2 separate regions of the Mus musculus genome follow, and region 1 is linked to region 2. Evidence: chromatin contacts called from public Micro-C data. All regions are on one chromosome and are shown on one strand. Each heading gives the region's core, a stretch centred on a gene start, on an enhancer-like site or on the middle of the called end of the contact. The rest is flanking DNA. Distances are from core to core; before and after follow the strand shown. Region 1 overlaps Ndrg3 (N-myc downstream regulated gene 3). Region 2 holds the start of Sla2 (Src-like-adaptor 2).

Region 1 (6,211 bases), core at 3,502-6,001, 43 kb before region 2:
AAATTTATATCCTGCCCACTGAAGAAAATATCGAATAAAAATTTGTTTAAAAAAAAAAGAAATATGTAGTGAAATATTAGTGTCTGTTTTCTATGTTTTTAGATCATATCAGAGGAGCTGGAGGTCTAGGCATGGTGGTGCATTCCTTTAATCCCATCACTCAGAAGGCACAAGTGGATTTTTAGTGAGATTGAGACTAGCCTGAGCTACAAAGAGACGCTGTCTGAAGGAAAAAAAAAAAAAAAACGGCTGAGATAATGGCCTATACTTAAAATTCCAAGTCATAGGAGGCTGAGGATTGCTATAAGTTTGATGCCAGCCTGCGCTACATAGTGAGTTCCAGGCTATCCTGACCTACAAAACAAACAGACAAATAAAGATTAGAAGATATCTATAACCATGTATCTGTTTCCTCCATTTATGGTATAAACATTTTCCTATTCTACTGAAAATTAAGTAAACATTACAAAATTACAAGAAATAAAGTAATGCTTTATTTCCTGAGTCCTTTGTTTTGTTTTGTTTTTCAAGACAAGTTATTTCTGCATAACAGCCTTGGCTGTACTCGAACTCACTTTGTAGACCAGGCTGGCCTCAAACTCAGAGAGAGATCCGCCTGCCTCTCCTTCTCCAGTGCTGGGATTAAAAGTGTGTGCTACCATGCCTGGCCCCTGTTGTATTTTTAAGGAAACATCTAAGCACATCTTAGTGATAAAGGATACAGGTTTTTTTTTTCTCTTAGGCCACTTATATTTGTCATACATTTCTAGATTATCAAGAATATTATAAGTGTCCCCCAGACAGAAGTTTTATTTTCCAAACAGAGCTCTGGTCATGTGTTTGTGGACCTGGCCTGCTGGCCTGCTGCCACTGCTTGGACTCCATCATCCACAGGACTTCCAACTTCTTCCCTTTCTCTCTCTCTCAAGTGTGTGTCAAAGGGAAGCCCTGTTGAGCAACAGGTAGCTCTCAGAATACACATAGGCCTGGTGCTCTGAGGCTGCCTAACTCACAGTGCTCTGGACTGCAGGGGACCCACGGGCTTCTCTAAAATATGGATAAGAAATTTATGGCTTCAAATTTGATTTTTACAAATTTGATAATACCAAAAACCAAACAAACAAACAAACAAACAAACTGCTTGGGAGGTAAAAAAAAAAAAATCAGGAGTCGAAGTCCATTCTCAGCTGGATGGAAAGTTCAGGCTACATAAGACCCAGTTTCACAAAACACTGGACCACCTAGATGGCTCAGCAAGTAAAGGTGCTCACTGCCATACCTCACAGCCCTGACAGCCTGAGTTGACGGCGAAGAGAATTGACTCCCACCAGTTATCATCTTTGTCCACACACAAGCACGCGCACATACACATGCAGGCACACACACACCACCAAGCATGACGTGCATAAACACACACAAATTAAATAAATGCAACTTTAAAATGTAATAAGAACTAATGGGGGCTGGAGAAAAGGCTCATTGGTTAAGAGTGCACACTACCCTTGAAGGAGACCATTCCCATGGGCATGGTGTGGAGCTGTCCACTGAAGGTGATGACGTCCTCTCACCAGCCCTCCACTGCCTTTAGCTTCCCTAGGCAGGGCAGAGTCTTATGGCCCCTTCTCTTCCTCCTCATCTTCCTCTTCCTTTTCTACGTCTTCTTTTCTTCTTCTTTTTAAGACACAGTAGCTCCCCTATGTGGTTCACAACTTGCCTGGAATTCACTATGTAACCTGGACTTGCCCCAGTTAAGGCCCCATGCAGCAGTGTCTTACTTCTAACTAGTTTTTAGCTTCTAAACTTTGCAAAAGTCCCCAGCCACACTAGTTTGTTCCATTTTATATTTGTCAGATTACGTGGTTGTTTCTCAGGCTTGTTTTTCTCAAATTCTAATGCCTTTTGTGACATCCTTCTGTCTTAAATAATGGCTCCCATTTAAAGGGTTTTAATTCCATCAATGAATATATGTGTGTGTGTGTGTGTTATATACTATATAATGTATGTGTGTGTGTATGTGTATATATATATATATATATATATACATATATATATATATATATATACATTATATATCTATATGACTATTTTGCCTGCAAGTGTATGTTTGAGTGTGTGTGTGTGTGTGTGTGTGTGTGTGTGTGTGTGTGTGTGTGTGTGTGCATCATGTGCTTGACTGGACTGGTGGTGTCCAAGAAGGTCAAAAAAAGGTGGCAAATCCTTTAGAACTGCCATATGGGTGCTGGGGATCAAACCCTGGTCTTCTAGAAGAACAAAACATGCTCTAATTACTGAGCCATCTCTCCAGTCCTTTCATATTCCTTTAAATTGAGGCAAGTCAGCGGAATAGCCCCTCTCTGAGGTCAGGTCATATCATCTGAAAAGAGGATGTTGGTTTCTGTCTGGCCAAAACGCACTGCAAACAGTGCTAAGTACAGACTGGCAGATGCTACACCTCTGTCACCGAGTTAGAAATGCTAGTTCTCTGGCCTCATTGCACACCTATTCAGTCAGAACCCTCGAGATAGAATCCAAGAGTCAGGATTTAACAGGCGATTCCAGTACACACTAGCCCGATGAAAACCCTTCAAAGGTGAAGAGCAGCACCGAAGATCCAGCTGGGGAAGGTGGGGAGGGGCCGGACAGTTCTCCTCTCCTGATGACATCATACCCTTTGTCATAGAGTAAGGACAATAAAGAGATGAAGGGGACTAGAAAGCAGACATGGTGACACAAACCTGTGTCCAGGTACTCAGGCTAAAGTGAAGGACTGAGCGATTAGTTTCTTTGGGTACAAGCAAGGCCAGGGTGAATGGTGTAGCTGGCAACACTGTCAGCCCAAAGAGAGGCCTGAAAGCCAGGCCTTAGCATCCTGTGGATGGGCAGCCTGAGTGTCCCTCTCAGGTATTGCCAATGTCAAGGCATAGAGCACACTGAAGTGATCCAAAGATGATGCAGTTAAGCATCAAGGAGCCTACCATTAAGCCCTGCCCTTTGGGCTTGGGATGGTGAGGGCACTCCCCTCAGCGGAGGTCCACTGACTTAGGTGTTCTTCCTCTTCTAGATGGCAGACTGTGGAGGACTGCCCCAAGTAGTTCAGGTAAGTAAGGAAGTGTTCATAATAGTTACACAGTTACACACACACAGACACACACACACAGACACACACACACACACAGACACACAGACACACACACACACACACACACTGCTACCTCGCTACCTATGCAGAAATTAATGCCGTCTTTGTTTGTCCCTGTAGCCTGGGAAGCTCACCGAGGCCTTCAAGTACTTTTTGCAGGGAATGGGCTACAGTGAGTAGTATACGTTTTCTATTTATTATAAATGTATAGGTACTAGGGTAAGTTTACATCTAGGAGGCCACAGTTGTGAGGACATGCCCCGTGTGCTTGTCAGCCTTCAGGTAGAGAACAACAGAATACAGAGCGGTCGTCCATCTGTGCATGTGTTTAAGTTAGGCTGACAGCTAAATGTCCTCAGACTAAAACTGATTTTGTTGGTTTCTTTTCTTTTGTTCCTTGAGACTGGGTATCTGTGTAGCCCTAGCTGACCTGGAACTCTGACTCTGTAGACCAGGCTGGCCTCGAACTCAGTGATCCAGCTGCCTCTGCTTCCCAAGTGCTGGGATTAAAGGTATGTGCTACCATACTTGTCTTTAAGAAGTGGCACTGAGCACGCTGAGGCTCAAGAATGTTGAGCATGCCTCCTAGGGCAGCCAGTAAACAGCATAGCCATGGCTGACCCTTCAACGTCTTGACTCCAGGCTCACATCTTAACCACTGAGGCTTTGACTGCCTTAGCCGTGAGTCAGAGCATGCGGTACATCTGAACCCAGCAGATGTACTTCGTGCCCACAGAAACAAAGTAGAAACTCCAAGAAGAAAGAAGAGTGTCATTAGTAAAATCTGTTCTGCCAAGAGATGAGCTGGCAGTGTATGTCCACACATGTGTGTATGTCATGTGCTGCCGTGTTGGGTTCTAACCTCTCAGACCCCTGAGCTTTCTCATTTGTCACAGAAATTTATACTTCTCAAGGGTTTTAACCCCAGTACAGAACTCTACCTAGCAGACAGTATTTCCATCTTTGTCCATTGGATGGTGACCATTGAGAGCTGCCTCAGAAGTTGGGCCCTGGGTTCAGAACTGTAGTTGACAGGAAGATCATGTGTGTCTTGTCTAGAGTGGCTATGTTGTCCCCGTCTGTGAGCTGCTACCAACCGAGCCCACACACAGCCCTCTGGCTCATCAGGAGGAAGAGTCCCCTCCTTGCCTGTTCTCATCCTTTCCCAAAAATACTGACGATGCAGCTGGGTCCTAGTCCAGGGTAGGGTGACTGTATAGGATGAGGGTGGAATAGGTTCCCTGGTCTGTTGAGAGTCGTGGCATTAAAGTGCTTACATCAGACTCTTCTCTGGGACCTTGACAGAAACGTTCATTCCTGGCCAAATATCCTGTTAGCATCATCTAGGCAGCCAAGGTTGTCACTTAGTCCTTGTGGGTCACTAACCTGCCTTTTCCTGTGTCCATCCTGCTTCCAGTCCCGTATGTGCAGCTCAGTCACCTCAGCAGCGAGTCAGGTACCTTCTTGTGCTGGCCCTGCCCGCCTCCCAACTCTGCTCTTCCTGCTGCATTGGCTGCCTGCCGCATGTCCGCGGTTTCCCTGTACAGTGAGAGCCCGATAGAACAGGGCTCAGTGTGTTCTGAGTTAACCCGACAGAGCAGGCCTACTCCCTGGAAGAAAAGAGGATTCCATAGAACTGCCCAGGCAGCCTCTCCCCCTCAGCCAGGGTGACAGCCCCAGCAAAAGCTCAGCAGGGAGGGCCCCTCTCTCACTGCCACCACAACCACCTGTTTGCTAATCCTTGACGAGGAAGACTAGCATCTGTGAGCAGATAATGGTATCCTTTGATCCCAGTAACGAACAGACAACAGGGAAATGACTGATGATCTAGAATAATAGATAGTGAGTCATTTCCAGTAAGGCCCTGTGCAGGCCGTGCTAATACTGAAAGGATCTTACGGTCAAAGTAGTAACAGTAGCAAAAAAGGAGTCTAAATTAAACATCCCTAGAGTCCCTCCCCTCTCAGTCCCTGAACCCAACCACCTCTACCTCATCCCTGTGTAGAGATCAGCTCCAAAACACCTTCTCTCCCCTCTCCCCATCCGTGTCTCCCACCCAGAGGGCAACAGTAGCCTGTGGACACGGATGGTAGTCTTGTTGTATCGGGCTTGCACTGTGTTTGTGAAATACCTTCCTACTTGTGTGGTTTGTTGTTCTTTCTTTGGTTTAGTCTTGCATGCACTGCAGGTTTTGGTGACCAGTGTCTGTTCCCAAAGCCACCTCCTAATCACTGTATGAATGGCGTGGGCACAGCTAAGAGGCTCTACTCTGTAGGGTTTCCCATCCCACTCTAAAGGAGACTCTGAGGAGAATACAGATGCAGAGGGTCAAGGCAGCCTTACATACAGTCACTCAGCTGCAGCAGAGAGTGCAGAGTGGGGGGACCTTATGTCACCCTGGGCACCATCTTAGGGGGGCTGGGAAAGGGAACATCTTTGCTGAACCTTGTAGAGTATCTGAGCTCCACCAGGCTCCTCCTCCTGACCTCTTGGTTCTTTGTTACAGTACCATCTGCCAGCATGACCCGGCTCGCCCGATCACGAACCCACTCCACCTCAAGTAGCATTGGCTCTGGAGAAAGTCCCTTTAGCAGGTCTGTGACCAGCAATCAGTCAGATGGAACTCAAGAATCCTGTGAGTCCCCTGATGTCCTGGACAGACACCAGACCATGGAAGTGTCTTGCTAAGCAGATCTCCTCCCCTGGACCATGCAAGTCCCTCTCCTTGAAATGACCACTCCGTAATAGAACATTTCATTCCGTCAGCTGGCCCCCACTTCCTTTCACTCACGCATGGCCACAGCATCTCTCTCTAGTAGCCGAGAGTGTCATTCTCTCCACCCTTTCTGTGTGTACCAGAGCCACACCCATGCCATTACTGTAACATTCCAACATCTCCATCTGACCTGACCTCCATATCTTCTCTTGCCAGCCTTTCCCTATGCTCCCTCAAATATGTATCTGATGAGATTCTTTAATTCCCAACTCCATGTGTGTGCGAGCACGCGTGTCTGTGTCTGTGTGTGCATACTTCTGTGACTTTAGACATGCTTTCTTGTAGTGCTTCTGCAA
Region 2 (6,569 bases), core at 3,612-6,111:
AACAAATCCTTTGCCAGTCAAGTCTCTCATATATTTGTGAGAATATGGATTTCTCATCTTACTCCTTGAACTGTAAGGAGGTTTCTTGTTAATCTCATACTTCATATGTACACACATACATGTGTGTTTGGGGGGGGGGATATGTTATGCTCTATGTGTACAAACATGCCTGGAAGTGCACATGCAAATGTGTGGGGCTAGAGGCCAACACTGAGTATTTTCCTTGGTCATTCTCTACTTTGGTTTGTTTTGAGACAGGATCACATTATGCAACCTTAGCTATGAATCTTACTACATGGGCCAGGCTGGTCTTGAACTTGAACACAGAGACCAGCCTGCCTCTGCCAAATGCTGGGATTAAAAGTGTGGGATACTATGCGTGCCTCTCCGCCTTATATTTTGAGATAGGGCCTTTCTCTTTTTAATATTTATTTTATGTGTATATGTATGTATGTATGTATGTATGTATGTATGTATGTTGTATGTACGTATGTACCTGTGAGAGTTTATTATGTGAACCATGTACACACCTGTGGAGGTCAGAAGAGGCACCAGATGCCCGGAAACTGCAGTCAGAGAGAGAGAGAGAGAGAGAGAGAGAGAGAGAGAGAAGGGGAGGGGAGGGGAGGAGAGGAGAGGGGAGGGGAGGGGAGGGGAGGGGAGGGGAGGGGAGAGGAGAGGAGAGGAGAGGAGAGAAGAGAAGAGAAGAGAAGAGAAGAGAAGAGAAGAGAAGAGAAGAGAAGAGAAGAGAAGAGAAAGAGGAAGAGAGGCCATCCATGAAGAGAGAGAGAGGTGGGGGGGGGAGAGAAGGGGAGCAGGAGCAAGGGGACAGAGCAGGAGCAAGAAAGCAAGACAGAGAGGAGAGGGCCAGAAGCCCTTTTTATAGTGAGTCAGGCACACCTGGCTGTTGCCAGGTAACTGTGGGGCAGAGCCTAGACAAAATGCCAACACTCATAGATTCAGCTAGGCCAACAAGCAGACATGCCTCTCTGCCCTTTGTTTCCAAGCACAAGATGATAGACAAGCATCACTGAGGCTGTTGGAGATATGAACCCTGGTCCTCATGTTTGCATAGCAGGCACTGAATCAACCATGCTCAGCCCCAGCCTCGAACTCTTAGGCTCTTTGTGGCATTCATTATCTTCAATAATAGCTCCCTTTTAAATAAAAAGTTAATTCTAGCAATGAGACCATGGGACTCGGATCCCTTTAAATAGAGACAAGTCAAAGCTGGGCAGAGTGGTGCATATCTTTAATACCAGCATCCAGGAGGCAGAGGCAGGAGGATTTCTGTGAGTTTGAAGCCAGCCTGGTCTACATAGAGAGTTCTAGGACAGCCGGGAGATCCTCCCTCTCTCTCCATATATATGTATGTATATATGTATATATATGTGTCTGTATATGTGTGTATGTATATATGTATATATATCCCTTATGAAAGAAGAGTATTGAGGGCACTCCGCTCAGCGTTCTTCCTCTTCTAGATGACAGACTGTGGAGGACTGCCCCAAGTAGTTCAGGTAAGAAAGTGTTCATAATAGTTACACACACACACACACACACACACACACACACACACAGAGACACAGACACAGACACACATTGCTACCTCTCTACCTACGCAGAAATTAATGCCATCTTTGTTTGTCCCCACAGCCTGGGAAGCTCACTGAGGCCTTCAAGTACTTTTTGCAGGGAATGGACTCCATTTTTTTCATGATGGGGTAAGTTTGACGCCTGAGAGCTCACAGTTCTCGGTCTATAACCCATCAAATAACTAATCAGACTTAGAGTGAAAACCAAGAGGGAGTGGAACATTTACCTGTGCATGTACATGAGCTGAGCAGACCCTCATCAGCACCTGCCTTAGTCGGGCAGCCCTTGGGAATGGAGAGCAATCTCCCTGTATTGGACTTACGTCTGTCTGTCTGTCTGTCTGTCTGTCTGTCTGTCTGTCTGTCTGTCTCTCTCTCTCTCTCTCTCTCTCTCACCACAGCACTGAGCTTTATTAGGGATTTCATTAAGGTTAAACCTCTAGGAACGAGGGCACAAAAGCTCATCAAGCCTTCTCAGATATCACAGTGAGCCAGGGGCTCAGGCTCTTTGGTAGGATCACCGCCTCGCTCCAAGTACAGATTATTGTAAGGTTACTGCTTCAGACCCACAGGCTGGTAGGAAGGGAACTGGAACGTGTCTCTTACCAGAACATGAAAACTATGAAAGCCAGGAAGCCGAAGAGATGTTTACACATGACATCCCAGGACACAGGTGTAGGAGATGTGTCCACAGGATTCCTGATGTACCTGTCTAGGTCCCAGTGTATCGGTTCACCCCAGTTCTAAGTGGTCCCATTCATACCATGGACCCCTCTCATGCTGTGATTGTTGGGGAGCACTGGGTGGTCACCATACCCCATGCCATCATCTGGGTATGGCTCGGAGTCTTCCACACGCATATTATACATCTTGGCGGCCTCGGCCCGTTCCTCTGGGGTCCTAGACCTCAGCAACATGTCCTTGGTCATGTGGGAGGCTCTCCGTGCCTCCAGTGGCACCACGACGTGGGGTTGTCCTTTGCAGCCATCAGACTCCCAGGGCTGCAGCCCGAGCGGCTGCCATCTTTACTTTCTCTTTCTTTCTTTCTTTCTTTCTTTCTTTCTTTCTTTCTGTCTGTCTGTCTGTCTGTCTGTCTGTCTGTCTGTCTGTCTTTCTTTCTTTCTTTCTTTCTTTCTTTCTTTCTTTCTTTCTTTGGTTTAGTCTTGCATGCACTGCAGGTTTTGGTGACCAGTGTCTGTTCCCAAAGCCACCTCCTAATCACTGTATGAATGGCGTGGGCACAGCTGAGAGACTCTACTCTGCAGGATTTCCCATCCCACTCTAAAGGAGACTCTGAGGAGAATACAGATGCAGAGGGTCAAGGCAGCCTTACATACAGTCACTCAGCTGCAGCAGAGAGTGCAGAGTGGGGGGACCTTATGTCACCCTGGGCACCATCTTAGGGGGGCTGGGAAAGGGAACATCTTTGCTGAACCTTGAAGAGTATCTGAGCTCCACCAGGCTCCTCCTCCTGACATCTTGGGTCTTTGTTACAGTACCATCTGCCAGCATAAATAACCTGGCCTACCTGATCACGAACCCACTCGGCCCCCAGTAACATCGGAACTGAAAAAAATTTATTTCAGCCAGCCTGTGACCAGCAGTCAGTCAGATGGAACTCAAGAACTCTAAGAGGGGGCTGGAGAGATGGCTCAGTGGTTAGGAATACTGACTACTCTTCCAGGGGTCCTGAGTTCAATTCCCAGCAACCACATGGTGGCTCACACTATCTGTAATGAGATCTGATGCCCTGCAGAGAGAAAGTGCTGTCACTGTAGCATCTGATTCCACTTACCAGACACCCACGCATCTGCAGGAAGTGTTCCTGGTCTGATGGAGAGTGGTTCTCCATTCCCTCAGTTCCAGAAAAGGCGACAGTATGGCTCTCACTTGTCATATGTTGTATGCATACCCCCACGGACATATACACAGGAATATACATAGAAATATTACTATGCTGAGAGAGAGAGAGAGAGAGAGAGAGAGAGAGAGAACTGTGGCTATCTTCAGACACACCAGAAGAGGGCATTAGATCTCCCATTACAGATGGTTGTGAGCCACTATGGAAATTAAACTCAGGACCTCTGGAAGAGCAGTCAGTGAGTGCTCTTACCCCCTGAGCCATCTCTCCAGTCCTGCTTGCTGTCTTTCTAACAATCAAGGGGCTGGGTCCTGGGATGCGGATTCATGGGAACCTGATTGAATTGATGTGTAAATAAGAGACTGCACTTTTGATCTGGAAGAGATGAACTATCCAGAGAGTTCTTAGAATAGCAAGAGAAAGCTGTCTTGGGCAGAAGAGAGAGAGAGAGAGAGAGCGAGAGCGAGAGAGAGAGAGAACGCTTATTATCTGGAAAGCTGTCTCAAGCAGAACATAGGCCGTCAGCTTGTAACTCACCATTTGACCCTGAGTCTTCCTTTTTGCTACCCCCAGACACCCCTTCTCTCAGGAATCCCTCTCCAAGCCAAAGCTGGTCCTTGGCGCACGACCAGGGCATGTTTTGACACACTGGGTCTGAGACAAGCCTGCATACCTAAGTATCTCCTAGCTGATACTGTGGTTACCATATTTTGAAGACCAATCTCATTGATCTTTCAGGTGCTTGGGATTGAACCCAGGGTCTAGGACATAATAAGCAGACACCTACTACTAAACTACATATCAGTCCCAAATCTGAATTTTCGAAATACAGTTTCTACACCAACAACATGGGCATTACCCATAAGCTTGTTAGGAATCCCCCCCCCCCCCCCCCCGCCCCGCTCCCATCATTCTCTGATATTCACTGATATGCTCAAGGAGAGGCCCGAAGGCAACTTTCAGAAGTCAGTTCTCTCCTTCCACCACTGGGTCCCGAGGATCGCACTGGGTCATCAGGCTCGGTGGGAAGCATCTTTATCCACCCAGCTATCACACTGGACCAGAAATGAGCCCCACTTCAGAGTCTATAATTGAAGATCCCAAGTGATTCCTATGCGTAGTGCCTTCTGAATATTTGAACTCAGAGTTGCAAAGGCTGCTCCGGTGATTCTTGTGGCCAGGTCTCACTGATCTCTCCCCATACCTTTATTTCTTGGACCAGATGGAGCCAAAAAGCCAAGAAGGACCTCCAGCCTGAGGCATGGGGAGGGGGTGTGGGGGTGGAGGGAGCAGCTGCTCCCTAGAAACAGGAAAGGGGCAAGGTGGTTCCTCCATGGGCTACGATGTGATGCGTCAGAGGAAATAGAGGCGGGGAGAATGTGGGGCTGTGAGAACCACAGAGCCTGCAGCTGGGAGCTAGAGCTCTGAGGAGCAGTAGCACCTGGGTCTGTCTACACGGGCTCAGGTCCCTAGGCCACGCTCTTTGTCCCTGCTGTGCTGGGTGGGAGGGCCCAATCTGGTTTCTCTGAGAAGCAAAGGACTGCTGTACTAGTTTCGTGGAGATTGTCTGCTGACAAAGAAGCTTGATCACAGTACCTCAGCCTACTCTGACTCCTTTCTGGTGACCGATCCTCCAGGCTGCTGGGGCCTGAGATGCCGACTACCTTAGGACCTGCAAAGGCCTGACCTGTCGGGTCAGTGTGCACATTGGCTGACTACCCTCATCAAACGTCTGATGGCAAACCTGTAAGTATGCTTGTTTTGTTTTCTGGTGGACTTGGGTCAGGTGGAAAAGAGTAGTCCTCTCAGAGTGGGAGTGAGCTTTGTAGTCGCACTCCAGGAGGACGGCTGGTGGCTAGCTGCACAAGGAGGTCTCTAGGATCCACAGAGACACAGTAGGCTCGCCTCCAGAGAGTCTGACTACCTCCAGGAAACTTTTCCTAAGATCTCACGCCTCCGAGGTCTCTTCGGCGCTGCCTACTTTCCTCTCCTGGACCAAGAATCTTGCAGGGAAGGAACGGGCTCTAGATTACTGTCACCTGCAGCATCTCAGTTGCTCTCACAGGGTGCAGGTCTCAGCCTGAAAAGGCGCAAAGCTGAGGAAACAGATGACTGATCCTCTGCGCTCAGTTCCCAGATGCAAAATCAAGCCCACAAAATCACAGGAGACAAGAAGGCCCTCCCAGCCCTACACTTTCTCACCTCTGCCTGAGCAGCAGGCAGCTCATCCTCCACACGAGGTCATTGCAGTGAAAAGGGGGTTAGAGAGAAGCAGGGCGGCCTGGGTGCTGTGCAGTTTCTGCTGCCTTTCCCCAGCACTCTGCCCATCCTCTCACCGGGACACCACAGACAGCGCCTAATCACAGAGGAAGTTGCTCAGATGTAGGCCAAGTGATCTGATCTCTTGTGCAAATGTGGCCAGCACATGTTCGTCCTCGGCCTAATGGCCACTGCCTGGGCCACATCTTCCCCAGTAGTTACCATGCCTTGGCCAGACCAGGAAGAGAATGTTGCAGAGTCCCGGAGGGGTCCAGCAAAGATCAGGTCCCCTGTGGTTCAAGGGTCCTAAAGGTTGTGGTCTTGCTGCAGGAGAGCAAGAAAGTTGATCACCTCCAATCCTCCCTCTGACCCTGCAGAGTGAGCCCGAGTCAGCGTTAGGAGCCCTCATCACAGGAGACACCCCAAGCTGCATGCTGTGTCTGAGGTCACACAGCTGCTCTGAGTTAGTCCCCCATGCTACCCATGGCAGGCATAAAGCCATGCACTTAGCCTGAACCTCATCCTTGGGGCAGCTCAGATGGAAGAGTTGCCCTGGCTGTGAGCAAATGCCAGCCTCCAGGAGGCAGCAGAACCACCATCCTCACCAAAGCTGCCCTGTCCCCAAAGTCTGAGAGGAAGGGGCTGTCCAGAGCCAGTCCTGGGGCACCAGCCTGCCTGGTGTTCCTGATCTGTGCTGTGGATACTGAGCTCAGCACAGAGGCAGCAAAGACAAAAGCTGTTTCTCCAGATGGTGACACAGCGCTGTAAGACAGGTTGGGTTTCTCCAGATGGTGACACAGCGCTGCAAGACAGGTTGGGTTGGGGGTTAGCACAGACGAATTGTCATCCCTACA

What was found. A called contact is a pair of places that touch in the nucleus more often than the background predicts.
Region 1: a Micro-C map of the G1E-ER4 cell line shows a contact between it and region 2, with 6 times the contacts expected there. The contact joins the enhancer-like site here to the promoter of Sla2 in region 2. A contact is called at or near these places in 5 of 39 promoter capture datasets (embryonic stem cells, macrophages and trophoblast stem cells), 2 of 15 datasets of contacts at CTCF or cohesin (embryonic stem cells and large pre-B cells), 65 of 484 Hi-C or Micro-C datasets (the 63-12 cell line, the AML12 cell line, B cells and 29 more), 15 of 115 datasets of contacts at active chromatin or transcription factors (the HPC-7 cell line, embryonic stem cells, large pre-B cells and 2 more) and 4 of 9 other capture datasets (adipose tissue, embryonic stem cells, liver and 1 more).

The regions. Positions count from the first base shown.
Region 1 is chr2:156,928,316-156,934,526 of GRCm38.p6, reverse strand. Ndrg3 (N-myc downstream regulated gene 3) reads left to right here. Exons shown (of 16, transcript NM_013865.2): 14 at 3,062-3,097; 15 at 3,260-3,311; 16 at 5,646-6,211. The coding sequence ends at 5,827. Among named protein-coding and RNA genes, the nearest start is that of Sla2, 44 kb to the right of the region's middle. Within about 2 kb of position 4,751, at least 25 of the 459 cell types and tissues checked have an H3K27ac peak or open chromatin away from gene starts, as enhancers often do. A contact at or near this core is called in the G1E-ER4 cell line, the HPC-7 cell line, cerebral cortex and 3 more, where this site is marked.
Region 2 is chr2:156,885,513-156,892,081 of GRCm38.p6, reverse strand. Sla2 (Src-like-adaptor 2) reads left to right here and starts at 4,861. Exons shown (of 8, transcript NM_001356495.1): 1 at 4,861-5,202. It also overlaps the pseudogene Gm14248.